2 separate regions of the Sus scrofa genome follow, and region 2 is linked to region 1. Evidence: chromatin contacts called from public Hi-C data. All regions are on one chromosome and are shown on one strand. Each heading gives the region's core, a stretch centred on a gene start, on an enhancer-like site or on the middle of the called end of the contact. The rest is flanking DNA. Distances are from core to core; before and after follow the strand shown. Region 1 holds the start of SLC7A5 (a long non-coding RNA gene). Region 2 overlaps LOC106510444 (a long non-coding RNA gene).

Region 1 (7,308 bases), core at 4,663-7,162:
CAGCAAGCGCCCAAGGTACGTTCTGTTTCCCAAGCCGGTGTGGGTACAGCACCACCACGTCGGGGCTGTTGAGGCCAGGCCAGGACGACGAGCTCTTTTATGCCATTTAATTCCCACATCGACCATAGAGAGACCCTGCTCGGGGTCCGGGCAGCGGCTGGAGGGAGAGGGCAGGCGGGGAGTTTGGTGAGTGGCCGCTGGTGACCCGTCTGTTGTAGGCGCAATGCTTACTCAGGCCACCACACCACCTGGCTTCCAGGACCAGACTGGTGAGCATGTGAATTCTGCCGGCCACACGTGGGCTTTGTTTCAGCTGTTCCTGGTGGTTCCTGACAATTTCATTTCCCCCACTGGAAAACCCCCATCCTTGGAGCCAAGGACATGTGACTCCCTGCACAAGGAGCCGTCTCATTTGCTCCCTCCCAGCTTCCTGCCTCCTGGCTGCCATCGTGGTCACTTCCAACTAGACAGACCTGGTCGGAGAGGCCCTGTCGGAGAGGCTGCACACACCCGTGTCCTTTCAGCCTCACACACCTAGACGGAAGTGCTGTTACTTGCCCCTTGTCACAGGTGTGGAAGCTGGGGACAGGTTGACCCCCCCCCCAGCGCTCCCCTTGGGAGCCTGGGCCACCAGCCGCTCTGTGCACATGTGAGTAAGTGCGGTTCTGGGCCAGCTGTCCAGGCCAGGGTGCCCACGAGTGCAGCCCTCGATGGGAGGCAGGCATCCTGAACCCTGTCTATGCACCACATGTCGGAGCAAAGGTCTGTCTACACAGCAGGAAACCACACTAAATGGATGTAAGCTCTATTTGTCTGCAGAAACAACAGGTGAAAAGAAGCACACCTGCTGGTGACCTGCGCTTGCGGTGTTTACAAAGGACGTGGAATCCACTTCTGCCCATGAGATTTTTAAGCCCATTCCACACTCTCCTCGGGCGGGGGGCCCAAAATGCCAGACTTTGTCCCTCTCCAGCAACAGTCAGACAAGCAGGAGGACGTCTTTATAGATGCTCCTGTTTCCCCAGAGAAGATCGGAGGAGAGAAAGCTGCCGTTGCGTTTGGAAAGGGAGGCAGGACTACCAGGCAGCGCTTGTGTTCACAGCTACATTTTTTTCAATTTGGGGGACCCGTAAAAACGGGACTTTTTAAGATGAACCATCTAAAAATAGTATAGCCTCACTGCAGATAGTTTAGAAACAACAGGGAAATATGGAGAAAAAATTCCTAGCTCACACCCCAACCCCGGCCCCAGCTGGAGATGGAGGCTGTTCCCATCTTGGCATAAAGGTCACCATTTTCCGCCCATTTGCCACTACCTCTACGAGCGACTGCTGCTTATCAAGTTGTTCTTTGGGGACAGACGCTTTACCTGGGTTAGTTCATTGGCAGTAGGTCCTATGATTCCCATTTTATAGAAAGTGAAACTGAGGCCCAGCAAGGGGTAGGGTTTGCCCACGCTCCTTCAGGAGGTGTGCAGTGGGGCCCAGGCGGGAACTTGGGGCGTCTGGCTGTCAAGCCCATGATTTCTGTTGCTGCCATGCCATACCCTCCCTTCCTTTCCCCCCAGTTTAATTGGTGTATAACCTTGTATTAGTTTCAGATGCATAGCACAATGATTTGATATTTGTTTATATTGCAAAATGATCACCCAGTACGTTTAGTTAATATCCATCACTCCCATAGCTACGATTTTTCTTCTCAGGATGTGAACCTGTAAGATCTACTCTCTTGGCAACTTGCGAAGACACAATCAAGGCTTTTGCTAACACTGGTCACCATGCTTTGCCTTAGACCCGGAGCTCATTCGTCTTACAGCTGAGAGCTTCTGCCTTTAAGCTTCACCCGTGTCCCCGCCCCTGCCCTGTTTTCAGCAGCCCACATTTTGCCATCAGGAATCTGAAAATCACTGAGGGTTTGGAGATGACAGGAGAGATTCAGAGAGCTGGCAGGAAAAGCTTCTAGAGCATGCCCTACGTTGGCCGCACGTCCAGCCTCTCTTCCTGCAACGGGCTTCTCGCTCCCAGGATGGGATCCAGAGCCTCTGAACCCCAAACAGGAGAAAGAGGCATACCCGAAGGGGGTCACAGTTGACAGCCCCTACAGAGAGGCAGCTCTGCCACTGAAGCCCTGCCTGTTTGCTCCAAGGCAGCTCTGCTTCTCCAGGGCTAACACTCCCTGTTCTGAGAGGCCCCGGAAACCCTCCCCCACGAAGAGGCAGGTGGCCTTGGGGCCAGATCGCATCCTGCACCTGAGAAACAGGAACTACCCGTTCCTCCAAAAACGGTGGTCCTCCCAGACCTCAAAATGTAGAGTGGGGTCCCTGCTCAGCGGGAACACCCGAGGGTCCAGCCATGGGGTTTCAGAAGGTGATTCTTCAGCCCTCCATCCACTGCGGGACATGGCGAGCTGGAAAAGATTCTTGTTTGCCCCGGTTTTTAATGGTTACAGTGTATTCCGCCAAGCGGATACAGCAAAGTTTACAAGGCAGCTGGTAGGACATTTGGGTTATTTCCAATATTACCTTCGGCGTTTTTTAAGACTACAGCAAACAACCATGTAGCCCAAACCGAGCACGTCCTTTACTGCCTTAGAGCAATTTCTAGAAATGGAACACTGGTCAGATGCACCACATGGCTTTAAGCCTTTCGCAGAAACTCCAAAGCTTCCCCTGTAGAAATTCCCAGCTTCTCCACCAACTCTGGTGGGAGCAGACAACACAGTGCTGGTCGTCTCTGGCTGTCCCTGGAAGGAGCTGAGTGAGCTGGTTGAGTCGCCCTTGGACTCAGAGCTCCTTTTTGTCATCTCACCAGTAGATGGCGCTCTTTGCTAAGTTTGTGCTTTTTTGTTTTTTTGGTTTTTTTAGAGTTGAGTTCTGGGTAAGGGTTTTCTTCCACTTGCACTAGGCAGGTCTGAGACAAACATATGTTTTATTATATATACGTCTCCCAAGGCAAGTTTGCCATTGGAAATCTAGGGTGGTCTCATGAAAACTAAGTAGAAACTGACAGTGATGGCGTAACTGCCGTGGGACGGTAGAAATGCCCCTGGGGTGTCCTCACCCTCCCGATATTCCGTCTGGCACGGCTTCCCAGGAGCCCCCACAGGAGGCACATCCCGTTCCGTCCTCCGCCGCCCTTGTTAGTGGTACTCCAGGGAAGCTGGATGGGACTGGCCCGCTTCCTTGCCCTGCTTCTCTGGCCTATCAGGGTTGTTAATTTCACGCTCTCATATGCAATTCTTGACTGCATCTCTGGCGTCTAGAGGAGGCACTTGCTGTCATGGGCCTGGAGCCAGTGCAGGGGCCTGCACAGGGGACGACCTGCAGGTGTCAGCGGCAGGAACACCAGGTGGAGGAGTTTGGGACCCTCCCCGAGAGCATGGCCAACTAACCGCCTTCCACGTGAAACTGAAGTGCATGCTGAGACGGTCAAGTCTTAGCTGTTGAACGGCCTAGAGGTAAAGAAACAGCAAGGGGTGGGTGCCGCAGGACGGGAAGTACACCAGCTGAGTTCAGGCCCTGAAGGATGGGGCTGCAGCCCACCTCCTGGTCAAACAAGGTCCCTTGCTCTGCCAAGCCTCCACATCCTCGTCGACAAAGAAAGTGGCACTTCCTCCATTAAATAAGAATGTGCACACCCGGGGCTCAGCACAGCGCCTGATAAAGGCTCAGGAAGTCCGCTCAGCCCTTGGTCTTCTGGCCTCCCGCCAAGCGGCATCCTCTGAAAAGATAGCGGGAGAACAAGAGCAGAGAGATGACTTTTGATTCCCCCCCGGAGCCACCAACTTAGACATCTTGCAAGTTAGTATTTGTGTGATGGACAGGTCATTGGACTGGACCGTCACAGATGAAGGGCTGGCATGTTGGGGGGGCCGGGTTTGACTGGTGGGATGTGGAAAGTCCAAATGACATGCCCTGGGAGCCCCCGGGGGCTCAGGGGGTTAAGGACCCAGCGTTGTCACCGCTGTGGCTCTGGTTACTGCTGTGGTGGGGGTTCGATCCCTGGCCTAGGAACTTCTTCATGCCACGGGCACAGCCAAAACAAACTAGCAACACTAATGGCTCACCCTGGCTAAACTCCCCTGAGATGGGACTCTAAATTCTTTCCCTGTGTGCATGTCAGCTTAATCCACAAGTATTTCTTTCTTTCTTCTTCTTCTTTTTTTTTTGGTCTTTTTAGGGCCACACCTGTGGAGGTTCCCAGGCTAGGGGTCCAATCAAAGCTGTAGTTGCCAGCCTACATCACAGCCACAGTAACTCGGGATCCAAGTCGTGTCTGCGACCTACACCACAGCTCATGGCAACGCCAGCTCCTTAACCCACTGAGCGAGGCCAGGGATCTAACCCGCATCCTTATGGATGCTAGTCTGGTTTGTTAACCACTGAACCACGACGGGAATGCCAATCAGCAAGTATTTCTCATCCTTTCCTGCTTCTAAGCCGGAAATGATTGGGTTTCCTGCACGTCCTCTTCTGATTCTGACCACTAGTACCTGGCCACACTTCCTATCCAGAAATCTGGAGTTCTTTAAGAATACGGCTCAAGGAGTTCCCGTCGTGGCGCAGCGGAAACGAATCCGACTAGGAACCATGGGGTTGCAGGTTTGATCTGTAGCCTCGCTCAGTGGGTTAAGGATCTGGCGTTGCCATGAGTTGTGGAGTAGGTCGCAGACGTGGCTCGGATCTGGCGTTGCTGTGCCTGTGGTATAGGATGGCAGCTATAGCTCCAATTAGACGCCTAGCCTGGGAACCTCCATATGCTGTGGGTGGGGCCCTAAAAAGACAGAAAAGACCAAAAAAAAAAAAAAAAAAAAAGAAAGAAAGAATAAGGCTAGAGCCCCTTCATCTTGCAGCCTACCTTTGGATATTCCAGCTAGATGTGGGGGAGGGGTTCTCACCGTGCTCCTCCAGGGAATCCCTGCTTTATCAATTTAGCTAAGCTTCTGCAGATTCCTGGTTTTCCAGCACCTCTGTCGCTGTTTCTCCAAGCCGCGCCCTGGATGCTGCTCTTTGGCAAGGAGGTTTCCCTTGGGATAAACATGGGAATTTCGGAGCCCAGGAATGAGCTCCCATGAGGCCTCCAGCGCTTCCCCCTTCTCTGAGTTCAGGACCCCAGGCCCAACCTGGAGCTTCCTCCAGGGGCTCCCGCTCAGTTCTGATCATTTTCATAGCGCCCAAGCCCCTAGGATGAGCAGATCCTATCACCTCAGGAACAGGAAGCCAGAGCCACACCGGGCCTGGGCACACTCCAGGGGGCAGGCAGGTCTTCTCTGAGCCCCAGAGCCTCCCCAAATCCCACCCATCCTGTGCTGTGGCCTCAGGTTGGCCCTGCCTTATCGCCCAGGCCCACACTGCAGCATCGAGGTCCCTGGGTGCTTGCTCTGGGCCACTGAGGGAGCCGGTGAGGAGGGCAAGGTGCCTGGCCCTCCACGTGCACGAAGCGCTGCGGGTACCCGTCCGCCAGGCTCGGTGGGACGCGGTCAGCACGCTCCACTTGCGAGGAGCCGGGCTGGGGTCCTCCGGTACACCGCGGGGCCAGGACCATCCGCGTCCGCCAGGTTCGGGGACGCGGCCGGGGCTCTCCACGTGTGGGGCACCGGCCTGGGTCTCCCGGGACCGCGCGGGACCGGGACGGCCCGCCACGCTTGGCTGCACGCGGTCGGCGCGCTCCACACGGGGAACCGGCCGAGGCCTCCGGGGAGCACTTGGGGCCCAGATCGCGAGCCAGCCGCGGCCGGACAGAGTCTGCACGCTCCACCTGCGGGACTGAACCACCGAGCCGGCCGACCGACCGCGGGCAGGGCGGCTGGAGGCGAGGGGCGGGGCGCGCCGCGCAGGCGGGGCTTGGGGCGGGGCCTGGCGGGCGGGGCGGGGCCGGCGGCGGCGTATAAAGGGCGGCGGCGCAGCACGGGCTGACGCAGCGGCTTGGCGGCAGCGCCGTGGGAACCGGCTGTCTCCAGTGGGCGGCGCGCTCCCGGTGTCCGGCCCCAGCCCCAGCCCCGGCCCCGCCCTCGCCCTGCCTGGCTCGCGCGGCAGCATGGCGGGCCCCGGCCTGAAGCGGCGCCCGCCGGCGGCTCCCGCGGCGGCCACAGAGGAGGAGCGCCAGGCGCGGGAGCGGATGCTGGCCGCGCGGCCGGCGGAGGGTGAGGGCGTGACCCTGCAGCGCAACATCACCCTGCTCAACGGCGTGGCTATCATCGTGGGCACCATCATCGGCTCGGGCATCTTCGTGACGCCCACCGGCGTGCTCAAGGAGGCGGGCTCGCCCGGGCTGGCGCTGGTGGTGTGGGCCGTTTGCGGCGTCTTCTCCATCGTGGGCGCGCTCTGCTACGCCGAGCTGGGCACCACCATCACCAAGTCTGGCGGCGACTACGCCTACATGCTCGAAGTGTACGGCTCGCTGCCCGCCTTTCTCAAGCTCTGGATCGAGCTGCTCATCATCCGGCCCTCCTCGCAGTACATCGTGGCGCTCGTCTTCGCCACCTACCTGCTCAAGCCGCTCTTCCCCACCTGCCCGGTGCCGGAGGAGGCCGCCAAGCTCGTGGCCTGCCTATGCGTGCGTGAGTACCGGCGGGGGGAACCTGGGGACGCGGGGAGGGGGAGCCGAGATCGCCGCGCGCCCGCGTCCCCGCTGTCCCCGCACTCCTGGACCATCCCCAGGCCGCCTCCGGCCATCCCCCCCATCCCCTGTTCCAGGCCGACCCCGCAGTTTTAGACCTAAGGGCCCTGGGCCCAGAACCCACGTGCGTTTCATTCATTCGTCTCCACCTCGCCTGGAATTCCGCAGAGAGAGCCAGTAGGTCCCCGCCTCGCGCCTCTGGCCGTAACTCGGCTTAGTCCGTCAGAGGCCTTGGAGCGGAGTAATACCCTGTCTGATTGCAAGGCACCCACGTGGAGCGTCTGAAAAGCGAATTTCCTGTCTGAGTTCCCAAATGCTTACTGTTTGTCTAGAGCGGTCGTAGTTTTTTTTAAAAAAGCATTCAAACCAGCTTATCAAGAAAGGCTGACTCATACAAAAACCAATAGTAATAAAATTCTGTGTGGGCAGTGAATGAGCTGCACGTTTAGGCAGCACCGTGGAGTCTCCTGAAGGTTGCCTAGTGACTGGTGGAGGAGGGGTGCTTGGCTGCAGCTTACATGTGGGTGGTGGGGGGCTAGGTTTGGGGTCCCAGGTTGGGCCGAAAGCAGCCATCAGGTGTAGCCCTAACGTTGGTGGGTAAGGTCCCAGAATGCTGGTGGGCTGTCTTCTCATGGGATTTCAGGGAAGAAAATCTTTTGTACTAAAAGACATGTGATTTCCTTATCTTTTC
Region 2 (7,839 bases), core at 3,293-5,792, 240 kb after region 1:
AGCCAGCCTGTCCCTCCCACCTCCTCCCTCCCCGCTCCACTTCCTGCTCCCACGGCTCCAGGCCTGGGCTGGTTCTGCATCCTCTGTTCCCCCTGCCCACTGCATCGCCACACGTCTGCTCAATAACTCCTTTTCCCAGGAAGTCTGCCTGCCCCCACCCCTCCCCAGGCCAGATGGGTGGCCTTGTCTGTGCTGCCATAGCCCCTCAGACCCTCCAAACCGTGGCACTGGGCATACCCTGTGGCCCAGGTTTGTTTCCCTGTCAGCTTCCCCAGATGGTTAAGGCCGGGGGCTGTGGCTGCTGTGTCCAGGTTTTACTGCAGCGCAGCGCAGCGTCCGTCCACAGTAGGGGCTCCCTCAGCATGTTTGGGGTGCAGAATGAAGAGTATGGTCAGGCACTGGCCCCGGGTCACATGGGAGCTCAGAGCCCCCAGGCCCGGGGACTACACCTTCCCTCCTCCAGCTCTGCCCCAACCTTGCAGCCTCCCCCTCCTCTCGCGGCTGCGTCCTGCACCAGCTCAAGCCTGCTGTGGACATGGGCTCGCTCAGCAGCCGTTCCGCTCTGCTCAGGCGTCCCCGACTCTCCGTCCACATGTTAGACACCTTCACCCGGGGCTGAACACCTGACCTGGCCCCCGAATCAGGCAGTACCTGAAGGCGGACATACACCTGAACTTGCCCACTCACTCAAGGGCACAAGGGGAGAAATTTCCTTGTGGTGGACATCGCTCTGACCAGGGTTTTCTGACATTTGCAAAAGGATGTTTATAAAACATCTTTATTGCGATGTAATTCACATACCATGTAACATATACCCTAAAAGTGGGAATGTAAATTGGTACAACCATTATGGAGAACAATATGGAGGTTCTTTAAAAGAGTGAAAATGCTACCATGTGATCCAGGAATCCCACTCCTGGGCATTTATCGGAACAGAACTGTAATTCGAAAAGACACATGCGCTGCAGCGTTCATAGCAGCACTATTCACAATAGCCACGACACGGAAGCCACCTAGGCATCCAGCAGCGGGGGAGTGGATAAGGAGGATGTGGCCCAAGGAAACAGATCTGGCCTCTTGTGACGGTGCAGGATGGAGAGAATGGGAGAACAAGAAGGTATCCCCGTATGTGCGACTGGGTCCCTTTGCTCGACAGCAGAGATTGACAGAACGTTGTAAATCAACTGTAATAGAATCAATCAATCAATAAAAATAAATACCCTATTACTCTGTAATAACCCATGTGGGAAAAGAATGGATATGTGTGGGGTTCCCATTGTGGCTCAGTGGTGAACAAATCCGACTAGCAACCATGAGGATATGGGTTTGAACCCACCTTGCTTAGTGGGTTAAGCATCCGGCGTTGCTGTGAGCAGCCGTGTAGGTCGCAGACGTGGTTCAGATCCTGCGTTGCTGTGGCTGGGGTGTAGGCCGGCAGCTACAGCTCTGATTCGACCCCTGGCCTGGGAACCTCCATATGCCGCCAGTATGGCCCTAAAAAGACAAAAAAGAAAAAAGAAAGAATGGCTAGGAAATGTGTATGCGCGTAACTGGTTCTCTTCGCTGTACTCCTGAAACTAACAACAGTGTAAGTCAGGTATATTCCAATATAAAATAAAAGCAGAGTAAAAAGTAAAGTATGGAATTTAAGGGTTTGGTATAATCATAAACTTGGAAACTGTCGCTACAATGTAATTTTACCTTTTCATTGTCCCCAGAAAAAGCCCTGTTCCCACTAACAGTCACTCCTTTGCCTCCCCTCCCCCGGCCCTGGCGAGCAGTCACCTCCTTCCTGTCTGCGAGGGTGTGCCTGTCCTGGACATTCCTGTATGAATGCGACCATGCAACAGGACCCTTTGGTGACCGGCTTCTTTTCTCGCCGTCACGTCCTCAAGGCTCATCCAGGTTGTAGCGTCAGTACTCAGGCTTCTTAATGGCCAAGTAATATTCCATTATCGGCGTGGACCCCATTTGATCTGACGGACCCTTGGGCTGCTTCCGTTTTTGGCAGCTGTGAACATCTGTCTTCAGTGTTTGTGTGCAAGTATGTTCTCATTTCTCTTGGGCATAAGCCTAGGAGTGGAATTGCTAGGTCTGACGGTGACTCAATTTCACCTCTGGAGGAGCTGCCAGGCGGTGGTCAGAGCAGCCGTGCCATTTTCCTGGTGACTAGGGGTGCTGAGAATCTTTTCATGTGCTTCTTAGCCATTTGTGTGCCCGATTCTGGAGACATATGTATTCAAACCCTTGGCCGTTTTCCGAATTTGTACTCTTATTACTGAGTTGTAGGAGGGCTTGGCGTATTCTAGATACAAATCCCTTATCAGACAGCGGATCTGCAAACCCTTTCTTCCACTCTGTGGGCTGTCTTCTCACTTTCCTCGTGGTTCCATCATTTGCAGCACGAAAGGTTTTCGTTTTGGTGATGTCCTTTGCATCTGCTTTCTCTGTGTCGCTCATGCTTTTGGTGTCATTGCTAAGATCTCTGCCAACACACTGGCTTCCTTGACCTGCCCCTGCTGATGCCCTCAGAGTGTGGGAGCCTTGCCTCCCAGAGACAGATGCCCTGAGGACGGGGGCGGGGGGGTGATTTGGTTGCATCCAGGCTTCTCCCGGGTGCAGCTAACACAGACGTATTCTACAGATGAAGATTGGACTCAAGAGGCTGTTTTGTACTTTTCTCCCCACTTAGCACATGTCCTGAACATTTTTGCATTTCATTAAACTGTCTTCTACAGCCCAACTTAATGGTTGCTAGTGTTTGTCCACAGCTGTCAATAAGAGTGAATGTTTTATGTGCCTGGGGTTTATTTCCCTTTAGAGCTTTGCGACACATCCTGCTCCTGCTCTCACTGCTTTCCATATATTAACTCATTTACCATTCACAACGGCTGCATGAACAAAGTACACCGTTATGAACCCATTGTGCAGAGGTGGAAGCTGAGGCACAGAGAGGTGAAGCTATTTGCCCAAGGTCACACAGCTGCAAAGGGGCAGGGGCAGGAATCAAACCAAAGCAGTCTGGCTCCAGAGTCCACACTGCATTGAAGAGCCCTCAATGTGGGCAGAAAGGGGACGGGGACAGTGCAGGGGAATGAGGGGAGAAGGGCAAGCTTCCTTCTCTCTGGAGCTCTGAAGACAGACTGAGAGGTGTCGGGGGTACGTGGGGCAGTGCTCTCTGTGCCACCGTCACCCTGTCCCCAGACGGTTCAGAAGTCATTGTGCCCGTCTGTGTGGACGTGGGCACTTGCCAGCACCTCGGAGAATCGCTGGGAACCCACCTACTGTGGACCTACCAGAGCTGCAGGGACACCAGGCAGGGGTCCTCTTCTGCCCCCAATTCCCCACCCCCATGTTCTAGAACAAGGGCTGCCCCAGGCTGCCCGAGGCGATGCCAGCCTGAGTCTCGCAGACCAGACGTCACCCGCCAAGGGCAGCCATGGCAGCAAGAGCGGGACCTCGGGCCTCGGCTGGGGGAGCAGTCCCTGGGGCTCCGGGACTTTGCTCAGGGGCAGGAAGGAGGCAGGGAAGCATGCGCTTCAGCCTGGTTGGGGGTTGAGGTTCAAGTGCACACGAGGGTCCTACCAGGGCGGAGTCCCTGCCCCCACACCAGAGAGCAGGATGCCCAGTGACAGAGACTCACTGCATCCCACCAGGCCAGTCCCCGGTGCTGGAGACGCCCTCACCCGCCCCTCACGTGTAAGCAGCTCCACGATGGCCACACACTCAGGTGGGCTGGGGGGCTGCTGGTGGGGCGGCCTGAACTCAACCCCGAACTCGACCTCGCCATGGCGGTGTGACCCCGGACTCCTTAAAGTCTGCGAATCTCTGCGCCCTCTTCATCAGCCAGCCCCCTCCCAGGGGTACATTCAAAGACATGGAATGAATGGGACGCCCCGCACGCCTGGCCCAGGGCACCATGGTGAGGGCTGTGTTCCAAGGTCAAACGTTGCCCCGTGTGCATCTCTCATCACCTCCTCTGGATAAATTCCAAAGGAAAGACCAGCCGGTCAAAGGGCAAGTGCATTTTGCAAACCCGCGGCTGTGCCACTTTCCACGCACAGGGACGCCTGGCTCTGAGGCTGCCTGGGCGGCACTGGGCGGGGCCCGGGACTCTGCATTTCTAAGGTGGGTGATGATGATGCTCTTAGTCCAGGACCCCTCCTCCACCCCCACCCCCAGCTCCCAGCGTGGGGGTCCCCGGGCGTGTGGGTTCTCTGCCAGCCCCCCTTGGAGGAAGCCAGGTCCTCCAGGGCCGGGCAGCCACAGCCCCAGGCGGAAGGCTGGAAGGCCGCCTCGCCTGTGTCTGGTCCTGCGAGGCTCCTCCCCTTCCCGCGGAGCCTGAATCTCTGCCATTAGCTCCCAGTCCAGCCGGGCTGTTTATGCCGCAATTCCAGCAAATTCAAGCCACACAGAGAGGCCGAGAGAGAGCAGCTCTGCACCGAGGCCAGGCAGCGGGGGGCCAGCCCTGTGCCTGGAGGGCCCTTCTGAGCCTTGGCCTGTGGGCTCCTTCCCTGCAGCGGTGACGGTGCTGTGAGCGGGCGAGCAGACAGCGGGCGGAGGGAGACCCCGTCTGGACGGGAGCGTCTATGCAGCCCCACTGGGTTCCCACTTCGCCCAGCCAGCTGTGAAGCCTGGGTGCTTCTTGGGCTCGGGGATCAAACACACAAACAAACTCTACTCTCGGTAAAAGCTGGGGGGGAGGGATAAAATACTTGGAGTGTTTTGCTTTCTGTGGGAACCGCATGGAATTGCCAGTTTGGGGCTGTTGTTGCCGTCCAAGAAGGCAAGTCCACGTAGTGCAATGTAACCTCAGGGCACAGATTCAAAGCAGTTTTTCATACCCACCCATTTTCAGGATGCATGACACTGACACACAGAACACGGTCACATGTCACCCCTGCTGGCCCCAACGCTGTGTTTCACGGAATTGGAGATGCCAGGTGTGGGTCTCTGGGCCCCTCTGTCCCCGACAGCTGAGGAGCCCACCGTCAGGGCTCTGGGCACCTTCGGAGGGTCAGTGCCGCCTCCTCTCTTTCCAGTGTTTTAGGGCCGCTTCCTGGAGCCACACACCTGCGAGGACTGATGGCCAACCCGGAGAAAGTCCTCATGGCAGTGGGGCCGCCCTGCTTCTCTCTCTCACAAGATCCCAAGGGTGCACCCCAGGGATGGAGCAGCTGTGGGGTGAGAGGGGAGCCAGGACTCTGGGGGCAGGAAAGCCAACCTCTGTCTGATCCCGGGAGACAAGGGTGTTTCCGGCATCAGGGGTCCATGTGCTGTGGCCAGGCTGGAGAAATGCGGGGGGACTGTACCCCCAACCCCAAGTGAGTGTCTCACAGCCCAAGCGAGGGTCTCATGTTCACCCCCTGAGGCTGGGAGAGCAGGGCGGCCTCCTAGCTGCTCCAAAATGGCCTGGGTGCTGCTGTGGTGGGGGCGGGGCTCTGCTCTCAAGGAGCTTCCAGCAGCACCCAGTCAGCCTGCCTGCACGCAGTGGGGCGGTGAGGTTTTACAGCTGCCAGCAGCTCAACACCCACGACGGAGTCAGACTACCACACGCCGACATGCCCACCCCCAATTCCTTATCGCAGTGACACACGTGGCAGGCCTGCGTGCACACGCCTGAGCATCCGCTGCGCGTCTCCCGCATGTCAGAGCTTGGGGGGCACCGAGGGCAACAGCCCTCTCCCCAGAGCATCCTCACAGCAGCTCCACTGTCCGAACACACTCAGGCTTTCCAGTTCAGACACGTTCACCTGCGCCCGACAGCCACGCACCACCACCCAGACTCAACCCGTGCTCCTCGTCCTCGGAGGTGCTCTGGGTGCTTAGAAGAGCAAAGGCAGCGTGGCCGCCCTGCCCAGGCTCTCCCTCCCGCCCGCCCGGAGGGGACATCTGGCCGGGAGACCAGCAGCGGCCGACGTCTGTGTCACCCAGAACCTCCGTGAAGAGGACCAGGCCGTTCAAACCCTCCAGCGCTGGGCCCTTTCCTCCCACCCATGGAGCGTTTCAGGTGTGTCTCTGTTGATGCCCGCAGCTCTTGTTTATTTTAGAGTAGGAAGCGGGTTACGCCACACTGCCAGTGAAGCCAACTTGGTGAACCACCCCGCAGCCTGGTGAGCACAGGGGCTGGTCCGGGTTTCGTTCACAGGCGATGCTTTTAGGGGAAGGGGCAGAGGCGGGAGCCGGGCATCGGTCCGCAGATTCCAAATCCACGTGGCCCTCTGTTTCCTCAGCAGAAATCACACGAGGCCCAGAGCCCCGTGACACCACGCACCCTGCCGGGCAGGGCCACCCAGGCGCCGCCGCCCTTCGTGCTGGTTCAAAGGCGTGTCCGCAGATTCCCGGCCTCCTGGCCCCTCCTGGCCCCTCGAGAGGCGGACTTGACTCCCCCAGCCCTGCCTGTGGGCGGCACCCCCTCACTCCCCCTAACAAGGAGAACAGGCTGGGGTGGCGTGCCCCCACTTCTGAGACTGGGGTGCAGGAGGACTGGGGCTTCTGCCTTAGTCTGCGGGCACCTCTCTTTCTCTCTCTTGGCTCACTCACTCTGGGAGGCCAGCTGCCCTCTGCAGAGACGCACAGGGAAAGGAGGGCTCCTGCGAGCAGCCAGCGAAGACCCGGCGGCCGCAGAGTTAGCTTGGGAGAGGATCCTTCAGCCCCAGGGGACACGCTGGGTGACCACGACTGCAGCCACAGGACCTCGTGCGCGGGAACCACCCAGGCAGCAGCTCCCAGACTCCCGCCCTGCAGAGACCACAGGCTGACAGGCGTGTGCTCTTTTAAGGTCCTGAGTTCGGGGTGTTTGTGATGAAGCAGGAGACACCAGCCACACCATTAGGCACCCCTCCAGCCTTCACCCCCAGTCTCCACACATCTCTTCCCCATGGCATCCTGGCCTCAGGGAGGGCGTGTGGCCTGGAGCCCCCGACACAGCACCCAGGGCTGAGCACTGGCAGTGACTGCCTCCGCCCCCTTTCTCCCTCGCAGCCGCGACCCTGACCGCCCGACTGCAATGCTACAAAGGGCTCAGACCGGTAGACTCCAGCGCCTTCTGCACATGGAGTGTTCCGGAATTCCCCCGAGTCAGAGGCTTTGGAGTCAGACGGACCTGGGTGTCCAATCTCTCCCCGCACCACGTCTCCTCTCCCCGCACCGTCCTCACCTGTAACCTGGCGCATCTCCCGGACAGCCCAGCCGAGCGAACGCGGGCAGACAAGGGGGCCGGTGCTGAGCGGGGAACGCCTTGTGAACACCACAACCAGCCGCAGGAGCTGGGCAGCACTGCTGACGGGCCTGGGACCTGGGCTGGGGGCATAGCTTCCACGGGAGATCTTGGGGGTGGGCCCCCCCGTGCCCACCCCGCCCCCGGGCACTGTGCCCGGCCTCGCTGGCCTTCCCTTGTTCCACACGGAGCTCTGCTGTCTCTCGCAGGGGAGTTTTGAAACCCCCTTCTCCCCTTGAAAATTCACCTTTTTCTTTCTCTATTGAAGTAAAATTCATATAACCTAAAATTAACTATTTTATTTTATTTTATTTTATTTTATTCTAATGGCTGCAGGTGCAGTCTATGGAGATTCCCAGGCTAGGGGTCGTTTGGAGCTGTAGCTACTGGCCTACACCACAGCCACAGCAACATGGGATCCGAGCCGAGTCTGTGACCTACACCACAGCTCACGGTCACTCCGGGTCTTTAACCCATTGAGCGATGCCAGGGATCAGACCTGCATTCTCATGGATACCAGGCAGGTGGTAACCACTGCGCCACGACGGAAACTCATAAAATTAACCATTTTCAAGTGAACAATCCGGCGGCCTTTAGCCCGTTCACAGAGCAGGTGCAGC

The links. Hi-C and Micro-C count contacts between places; a contact is called where the count stands out from the background.
Region 2: a contact with region 1 is called in a Hi-C map of embryonic fibroblasts, with 6 times the contacts expected there. The contact joins the enhancer-like site here to the promoter of SLC7A5 in region 1. A contact is called at or near these places in 2 of 5 promoter capture datasets (fetal skeletal muscle and liver), 6 of 47 Hi-C or Micro-C datasets (embryonic fibroblasts, epiblast stem cells, fetal skeletal muscle and 3 more) and 1 of 2 datasets of contacts at active chromatin or transcription factors (alveolar macrophages).

What each region holds. Positions count from the first base shown.
Region 1 is chr6:1,540,028-1,547,335 of Sscrofa11.1, forward strand. It overlaps SLC7A5 (a long non-coding RNA gene), which reads left to right and starts at 5,913. Exons shown (of 10, transcript XR_002344446.1): 1 at 5,913-6,558.
Region 2 is chr6:1,777,714-1,785,552 of Sscrofa11.1, forward strand. The region is part of intron 2 of LOC106510444 (a long non-coding RNA gene); the gene reads right to left. Among named protein-coding and RNA genes, the nearest start is that of JPH3, 15 kb to the left of the region's middle. Within about 2 kb of position 4,543, at least 43 of the 83 cell types and tissues checked have an H3K27ac peak or open chromatin away from gene starts, as enhancers often do. A contact at or near this core is called in alveolar macrophages, embryonic fibroblasts, liver and 2 more, where this site is marked.